Linked DNA regions of Mus musculus: region 2 is linked to region 1. The links are chromatin contacts, called in public ChIA-PET maps. All regions are on one chromosome and are shown on one strand. The core of a region is the stretch at or near the end of the contact, and the rest is flanking DNA. Distances in the headings are between cores, read along the strand shown. Region 1 has its middle 210 kb from the start of Nova1. Region 2 overlaps Nova1 (NOVA alternative splicing regulator 1).

Region 1 (4,534 bases), core at 1,059-3,558:
TGTTACTCTGGCTCATATATGAAGTGATTCAGAAAGGTGCTAGTTTTGAATAGGTCATGGAACAGAATAAGGCTTTTCCACAGGTCCAAGCTGCTGTGTAAGCTCTGACACTTGGTCAATGATAGAGCAGACCTGATGATATTTCATTTATAAGTGGCAGAAAGTAATAGGGCTTGGCACCTTAGCAGGCCTACACAGATGAACCAGAGTAGAAGTTATGGAGATTTTGGAGCAAGATCCTGCCATGAATGATTTGCAGAAACCTGTTCTTCCACTGACCTGATATTAGGTTTTAGTAGAAACTTAATGCTTCACAGTGGGTCACCAGGTTACCATGTGACTTGAGCTACCCTTCATGATCTGGATTTTATATGACCAACCAAGTCATAAAGCTTAACATGCACAACAGCAATCCATCATCAAAAGGAAGTGGTGTCTATGTGATTGGGCCTAAGTAGGTCTGCATGGCACAGATAACTTAAACAAGGAAGTTAGTCAATTATCTACGATTCTTACTCCTAATATGAGTATTTCCTATCCTCATCGATTAGCCTGGGTCTTATGGGATGAACCCTAAGATCAGTTGACCAGAATAAAAGACTATGGTTTACAGATATAACAGTGGAATGGCCTTTAAAAGACTCATTTACAGACTCACATAGGTGACAGTAGCTTGGAGAGGCTGGGGCAGAGATGTCCGGCAGACTGCAGATGCTCTGAGTCAACCTCTAGTATATGGCAGTTTTCCCCAAAAGCAGGACCCACAGTTCCTGAAATCAAGGATAGAAATGGAAATAGTACCACATTACTCACCATTAACTCTAGTGAAGTACCAACAAAAATTTTGCTTCCCCCTAACGTGACATTATGCTTTGCAGGCTAAATATTTTTGATTCCAAAGGACAAAGTGCTACAGGCAAGAAACACAGAAAACATTCCTTGGAATTTGAATCTAAGGCTTCCCTAACGGACATTTTGGGTTCTTGGTGTCCTTTAGTAAACAGGCTAACAAAGGGATTACAGTGTTAGTGTGGATGGTTGCTCCAGACTTCCAGGCTTCCAAGGGGAAACTGGACCACTTCTCTATAGTAAAGGTAAGGAAGAGTATGGTTGGAGTACAAGAGATACTTTTGGGTGTCTCTTGGTGTTAGAATGTACTGATAAGCTACTTTAGAATAGAGGAAGACAGGAAATACATTTCTAGTGACAAGGAACCACATAGAATCAGTCACCAGTCTGTGTATATTGTATTGCAGACAAAAAACAAACAAAAACCAACATCAAGATGATATACAGATGAATTTTATTTAGCAGTGAAATTCTTACAGACAAATATCATAGTTCCTCTCATATGTGGATCCTAGGTTTTATTTTTTATAAGTGTGTGTGTGTGTGTGTGTGTGTGTGTGTGTGTGTTGTGAATCTAGAACAATCTTAAGAAAGAAGTGGGCCAGAGGAGAAAGGTAATTGAACACAAGTGATGTGAATACAAAATGGATCTGGGGTCACTGGAGAGAGAAAGAGGAGACAATCTGGGGGTGGGCAAGAGGACAAGGAAGAGTAGGAGAGGAAAAAGTCTACAAACAAAACGCATATGAAAATACATATGACAATGGTGCTTATACCTTGTAAGTTACTTATTAAAAAAGAAAAAAAACACTACAGAATAAAGATTAGAAACATTTGTTTCTATCAAGACCTCCTGGTTTTATGAATAAACATGGTAAACACCATTTCCCTCCCCCTGGTTTCTGACTGGTGTCTGTTGCATGAGAGAGGTTTTCAGCATGACTTCACAGCCAACTGAGTTAATCCCCAAGAAGCTCTTCCAGGAGGCCTTGCTTGATTGACCCGTGATGCATGACTCATCCGGTTTGCAAGAACACAGGTCTGCCCTTTCCTTAGCTGCTGATTAGCACCCACCTAGTCTGTCTACTCTGGAGGATTAGGTAGGGGAGAGCAGATGGGCAGAGGAGTGGGGAGGGCGGCTGTGCGCGGGGCGAGTGAGCCTGGCATTCTCCACGTGGACCACTTTATCTGTATGCAGTCAGCCTCGTCCTGTAACCCCAGATAAGGGAAAACTAGCCAGGAAAATATGGAAACAGAAATTCAATTACTGCAGACATTTATTCTTATCTTTTATTTTTAAAAAGAAAAACAAAGGCAGATAAAATCGGGGCTTCCTATGAAACCAAATTCACAGTTTGTCTATGTGCATTTTCTTTTCCCAGAGCCACTAATGTGTTGATGGCCTACATTTTCATTCCCTCCAAGCCCAGGAGGGAAATTCAGAACTTGAATAGACCTTGGAGATCAGTAGTCTTACCCTTCCTCCTCCCTCCCCTTTCTCCTAATAAGGAAACTGAGGCCCCCAGAGGTTAACCGACTTGCACAAGGTCAGATGAGCTCAATTGTCTTCGAAACTCCACACGGAACTTTTTCATTTCCAGCTTTAAATTATTTATTCAGTTTTTGCCATTTTCACTTCATTGAAATGAACTCTCTCTTCTTGCTATTATGTCCTGGAAGCTATTTATCCAACCTGATTTAATTGCATTTTCACGGAATTGTATTACATTTTTTCCAATTGCTATTACATTTTATATTCTCTGTGTTTTTATGCCCTGATGCCAACTGTTAGCAGTGGCCCTGTCCTACTTTATTATTAAATCACCCCAGGTGTTTCTTGGGCCAGGTTTACTTAGATTTTAATCTGGAATTAAAAATAGTAACATAGGTAGATTGTCCTAACATGGGTTCTGGTAGATGGAGAAGCTGAAAAGTCAGAGCTATTATGGTATATTTGAATGCCTGCCATATGGAACTACTGTAAATTAGCATCCACTCTGCTTCAAAATTTCCTTTACTACTTCCCTCTTGCAGATTCCTTTAAAGGAGAGTTTCTCACTTAGGAAATTATTGAAAGCTGCATATTGGGTCAGTCAGCTCCATTTTTTTTTAAAAAAATTGCATAAATTACATAGAAAGACTCAAAAACCATAGCGAGTCTTACATGTCCAAAATGTCCAAAGTATTGCCTTGCTTTCTTGGTGGGTAAACATAAACTGAGGCAATATTTGGCAGCAGCTAAGAGCATGTGAAAATGGTGAGGCAAAAAGAAAAAAAAAAAAAAACCAAACCAAAAAAAACCCCAAAAAACCAAAATACTGCCAAAATCATAGAAAAAAATTTCATTACAACATAAAAAATTGATAAAATGTGTAGCCAAGAAAATGTCCTTTAAAAAAACTAGCACAGAAGAAAAATACCAGCTGCCAATTATGGGGTGGGGGTATTTTGATGTCTGTTCAGACTTGGACTTGATTTAGATGGACTCTAGTGCAATCCACTGTCAGCTAAATTACATGCACCATGCACTTCAAAGGCCTTGTGCTCAATGGGAAGGCCCAGGACCGAGCGCTGTGAGAAATAAATGATTGCACTGCCATGCTGGCTGCCAAGCTGCTTCCATCACTTTTCAGTCGCTAGAAAAAAACCATGGTGTGCAAATGGACATCACACTGTGATAAGGGGAAGGCCAGAAATACACTTGCAACGTGGTGAGCAAACTTAACAGGCAAATCTTTCAGTTTCCATGGACAACTCCACGCTACAGGAAGTAGCTTCGTTGGTGGACGACGTGGTGTAAGTGGTGCGTGAATACGCAGGCCCCTGACACACCTTTCTTATCCAGGTGTGTCAGAGGTAAGGGCTCAGCAGAACTTTAAAGAGCTTTCCTGAAGGCAAGTTCCCTCCAGATATCCACTTTAGTGACTTTGCCATGCATAATGGGCAGGACAGGGATAGGCACGGGAAGCATAATACACCTGAGTGTGTTCTACTGCCTTCCCCAAGAAGCCAGACTGCCAGGCTGAGCTGCCTCAGCCTTCCTTCACGCTGCCTACCTTTCAACCTGTCATCTTGTAGGTGGGTAGAGAGAATCTCTTGTGTATGGAAACATCACCTTTCAATAAAAAGCTGACTGGCCAATGAGCTGAGGCAGGAAATAGGAGGTGGGAGTTCTGTAAGGAGGGGGGAACTCCGAGATAGAGTCAGGTACAGGAGGAGATTCGTTCTGAACTCTGAGGAATAAGGTCTCTCTGTAACCACCACGAGGCGGGACTTAGAACAGAATAAAGGAGATAATAGAGTTAGTTACTAGCTTAGCACATGGGTGGTGTGGGTGGGGTAGGCGGGTGGGCTTGGGGCTGTGGGGAGACTCCAAGCTTTTGCCTAGGCAATTATTCATAAATAATTCAGTTTCAGAATCATCATTACAGAAACTTATGCATAGGTGGAAAAGCCCGCACCTTCATAGGTGTCTGGAAGCCTCCTTGAATTAAATTCCCAGGATTTACAACCCATACTTGGGAAATCCATTTCACAGTTCTATAGCAAGTTCGGGGTTCTAACCTCAACCACCCAGGCTGTTTTATCTAGTGTAGATGTTTCACGTGTGTTGCAAGAATATTTCAACATTAAAAAGCTAGGGCTTTTAATTTTTTGTTTGGTTTTTGGTTTTTGGTTGTGTTTT
Region 2 (4,534 bases), core at 569-3,068, 100 kb before region 1:
CTTGCTTCTGCCAAGTATTTTATCATAATGATTTGAAATATAGGCATTGTGATTTCATATTGTCTACTGTACTGATACGTTTTGTTATTCATACTGTTTTCTTCTTCTTTTTTTTTTCCTGTTTGTGTACAAAGAAGCATAGCTCCTGGATCACATGAAGCAAGCATTAAACGAAGAAGAGCAAATCCTTAATTTATTGAAAGAATTGTAGCTTATCAATAACATTTCATTCTCAGTAATTTGTAGCTCTCCCCTGTACTCCTTCATGGTAGGTTCCCATCAGATGGTAGCAGTAAAGGAGTGTCATCTTTGTTGTTCACTCAAACGTTCAATAGAGAGCATTTCTTTTGAATTGTCCTAATTATTGATCTGTCTATAAATATAGTCTATTTGGGAAAATATAGCTCAGTTAATAATGTTAAGGTTTACAATAGTAAAATATTAGATATATATGCATATATACATACATACACATAGATATAGATATAGATATACACTAATTTGAACTTAGTTTATATTTACCCAGCTATTTTCAAATATGTTTCAACTCTTATAACTGACAGAAATGGCAAAAATCAGGGATTTCTATTTTAGGTTAAAAATTAATACCTTGTGTTATAACTTGTATAACCCTGTTGTAAAAGCAGGAAGAAAAAAATCTCCCCTAAAGAAAATTTCTATAAGCAAAACAGAATACAGTCAAAAATTAACATTTATGTTGTTTTCTAATCAGCATTAGCTAAATGATTTTGCTTTACCTCTCATTTGCCATTAGTCATTTGTGTTGCTGTTATGCAGAAACCAATTGTAAATACACAAAAGATCTAGAGATGAAAACCATAACAGTAATTCAGATGATATGCTTGCTCTGCAGAGCCAACATTCCAAAACTTCACATTGTAAAGATTATCATTTCTAGCACTTGCCTTTTACTTAGTCTTCAGCCGTGTTAACCTGTTTCTTTGGATCGCACTGTCTGTGCACAGTATTGTGCAACAGTAGCGCTCGTGGAAATGGAAGATCCACTGTGTGATGAGCCTTGTCAATAGATAGCAGGAAGTGAACCCTAGAGCACACCGTATGTGGTGAGGACCTTGTCTTCATCTTTACCTGCTGAGTAAGCCCATGTGAGACTCAGTTGTTAGGCTCTCTTAGAGCCTTTCATCTGACACATGAAAGTCCCCAGCTCTTCTCACAGTGCTGCGGTGTCTGAGTGTCTTCATTTAAAGGAAGTGTGAAAAATATTAGCCTTTAGAAGGAAATGACTTGGTGAATAGCTTATTTAAATGTTCGAGTAAACAGCATACCAATACTAGTATTGTCTGCTTCTGAAGTCCAAGATATTTCTGTGGTGAGGTTCACTGCTCTCAGCTTGGTTGTATAATTCCAGTCTAGAGAGAGCATGCCATTGCTCTTAGTAGTGAAATGCCCTGGTCTCTATTAGTAAACATTTGGTAAAGCTGACACTGCTACATCTTATTTTTCTTTTATCTGTTTAATATTTTAAGGTGAATGTTTGCACTATTTATTTATTTATTTATTTATTTATTTATTTATTTATGAGGGTTTCAAGTGAAAAAAAAAACTGTAAGGCAAAGAGAATTGGTTAAACTTTCAGAAGTGTCAACAGGATGAGTAGCATTTATCAGTTCCAAGAAGATGCTTATACACTCGCTCATCTCATCAGACTTTTATAAATCAGTCACTGGTGTATGGTTATCAGGAGGGGGCAGAGATAAAAGGTGCAGGCTCAGAACTGTCTTTTCTTCCCCTTTTCTGCTATTGATCTTGCTACTTCCCCTTTCTTAACCTATAACGTTATTTATACTCCACTGAAATCATTGAAGCCATCAAAAGAGAACTTCCTAAAACTGATGTTGACAGTACTTATTAGACCAACACTTCACACACATGACTTTTGCCTTTTCATTTATTTCCACAGGCCTTGCTCTCTCAGTTCCTATAAATCAGTTATTTCAGTTGTACAATAAGCATATCCATTTCTCTAATAATTCTTTGTCGAGTTTTTCAATCTGCATGCAGTTGTTTTTCTCCCGTCTTTTTTCTTTTTAGGTTGTGAGCCTCCCATAGATGCATGTGATGTACTGTGATCATATTCACTCTGCTCCTTGCCCTCTCTTCCCCCTCCCACTCCTGTCTCTAATCTCAAAGCACTGAACAGCCTTCTTTCATCATTTCTCCTTTCCTCCACAAACTAATCCCTCTTCTCTTCCTTTGTAGGAAAATCCACAAAAGTATTATCTCTACTCTGTTTTCCATGTTCTTTCTGTCCCAGAATCTACTCCAGTGGGGCTCTTACCTCCACCACTCACCCGATATGCAGTGATAGCCACACTTCTGGTGCCAGGGGTTTCTTCTCAGTCCACATGTCATTGGCCTGTTGGCACTATGTATCCGTTTTGTTACATCTGCTTCCTGTCCCTGAAATCCACGGTTCAGCTTTGACTGTACTCTGTTGATCCTGCTTTCACGCTCTTATTCTCGCTCTTGTCACCTCACACTGATGGATTTCCTATTCTTCAGATACGGGACTCCTGAGCATCGTGTGCATTGCCCTTTATGTCTGCTATGTTCAGCATATGTGCTTCAGGCATTTTGTGATGCTTCCATGCCTTACATGCTACCATATGAAGAATACTTCTCACAGATCCAAAGGATGGACAGTCTAAGACCCAGCATCTAACGAGAGCTCTCTTACAGCATACTCACGTGGCAGAGGGTAGAATATAGAGAAAGGAACCAACAGACTGACTTCATATGGCAGAAGAGACAGAAAGCATTCCCACAAACATGTCATATAGCAGAAGTAACCCTTTAGTGAGGGTGAAACCCATAAAATACATGTACTACTGAATGCTCTGGCCTCCCAACACAGTTGCATTGGGGTCAAATTTTAGCACATGAACTGTAGAAAAGACAAAAGCTGTTTCTCAAACCATATTCAAGCAACCATGAACTCACAGAATCTCTGTGTGGGCTCACACAAGCTTCTTACCATGTTTTAAACATTCTTTTCTTTAATTAATTTATTTACTTTTTCTATGTGAGTACGCTGTCACTCTCTTCAGTCACACCAGAAGAGGGCATCGGATCTCATTATAGATGGTTGTGAGCTACGATGTGGTTGCTGGGAATTGAATTCAGGACCTCTGCAAGAGCAGTCAGTGCTCTTAACTGCTGAACCATCTCTCCAGTCTCATATTTTAATATTCATGATTTAAATTTATTGTTTTCAAAAATGTTTTATAAATGTTAAGCTTCAGGTCCCAAGTTCCTTGACCTAGCCTCTCACCGTACAACTCCAGACTGCATGACCAACCTAAACTGCCTTTTCAACTGTTGCAAGTTTGTATTCTCTTGCTTACATCTTAACTATTCTAAACCAGTTTACCTGGTAAACCAATATACCCAGCATTGCACCAGCACTTGTGAGGCTCTATCTCTGAACTCACTGCTTCTTTTTTTATCTGTTCCCAACACTACCCCTCACTCACTCAGGGCATTCACATCACATGGTTACTCAGGGCATTCACATCACATGGTTACTCAGGGCATTCACATCACATGGTTACTCAGGGCATTCACATCACATGGTTGCTCTGGGCATTCACATCACATGGTTACTCTGGGCATTCACATCACATGGTCACTCAGGGCATTCACATCACATGGTCACTCAGGGCATTCACATCACATGGTCACTCAGGGCATTCACATCACATGGTTACTCTGGGCATTCACATCACATGGTTACTCAGGGCATTCACATCACATGGTCACTCAGGGCATTCACATCACATGGTCACTCAGGGCATTCACATCACATGGTCACTCAGGACATTCACATCACATGGTCACTCAGGACATTCACATCACATGGTCACTCAGGGCATTCACATCACATGGTCACTCAGGACATTCACATCACATGGTCACTCAGGACATTCACATCACATGGTCACTCAGGACATTCACATCACATGGTCACTCAGGGCATTCACATCACATGGTCACTCAGGGCATTCACATCACATGGTCACTCAGGGCATTCACATCACATGGTCACTCAGGGCATTCACATCACATGGTCACTCAGGACATTCACATCACATGGTTACTCAGGGCATTCACATCACATGGTCACTCAGGGCATTCACATCACATGGTTACTCAGGGCATTCACATCACATGGTTACTCAGGGCATTCACATCACATGGTTACTCTGGGCATTCACATCACATGGTTACTCTGGGCATTCACATCACATGGTCACTCAGGGCATTCACATCACATGGTCACTCAGGGCATTCACATCACATGGTCACTCAGGGCATTCACATCACATGGTTACTCAGGGCATTCACATCACATGGTTACTCTGGGCATTCACATCACATGGTTACTCTGGGCATTCACGTCACATGGTCACTCAGGGCATTCACGTCACATGGTCACTCAGGGCATTCACATCACATGGTCACTCAGGGCATTCACATCACATGGTCCTTTCAG

What was found. ChIA-PET counts read pairs in DNA pulled down with a chosen protein or histone mark.
Region 2: an SMC1A ChIA-PET map of the G1E-ER4 cell line shows a contact between it and region 1, with 25 read pairs. The contact joins two enhancer-like sites.

Annotation. Positions count from the first base shown.
Region 1 is chr12:46,607,560-46,612,093 of GRCm38.p6, reverse strand. No RefSeq gene overlaps it. Among named protein-coding and RNA genes, the nearest start is that of Nova1, 210 kb to the left of the region's middle. Within about 2 kb of position 2,308, at least 10 of the 459 cell types and tissues checked have an H3K27ac peak or open chromatin away from gene starts, as enhancers often do. A contact at or near this core is called in the G1E-ER4 cell line, where this site is marked.
Region 2 is chr12:46,707,520-46,712,053 of GRCm38.p6, reverse strand. All of the region lies in intron 4 of Nova1 (NOVA alternative splicing regulator 1), which reads left to right. Among named protein-coding and RNA genes, the nearest start is that of Nova1, 110 kb to the left of the region's middle. Within about 2 kb of position 1,818, at least 4 of the 459 cell types and tissues checked have an H3K27ac peak or open chromatin away from gene starts, as enhancers often do. A contact at or near this core is called in the G1E-ER4 cell line, where this site is marked.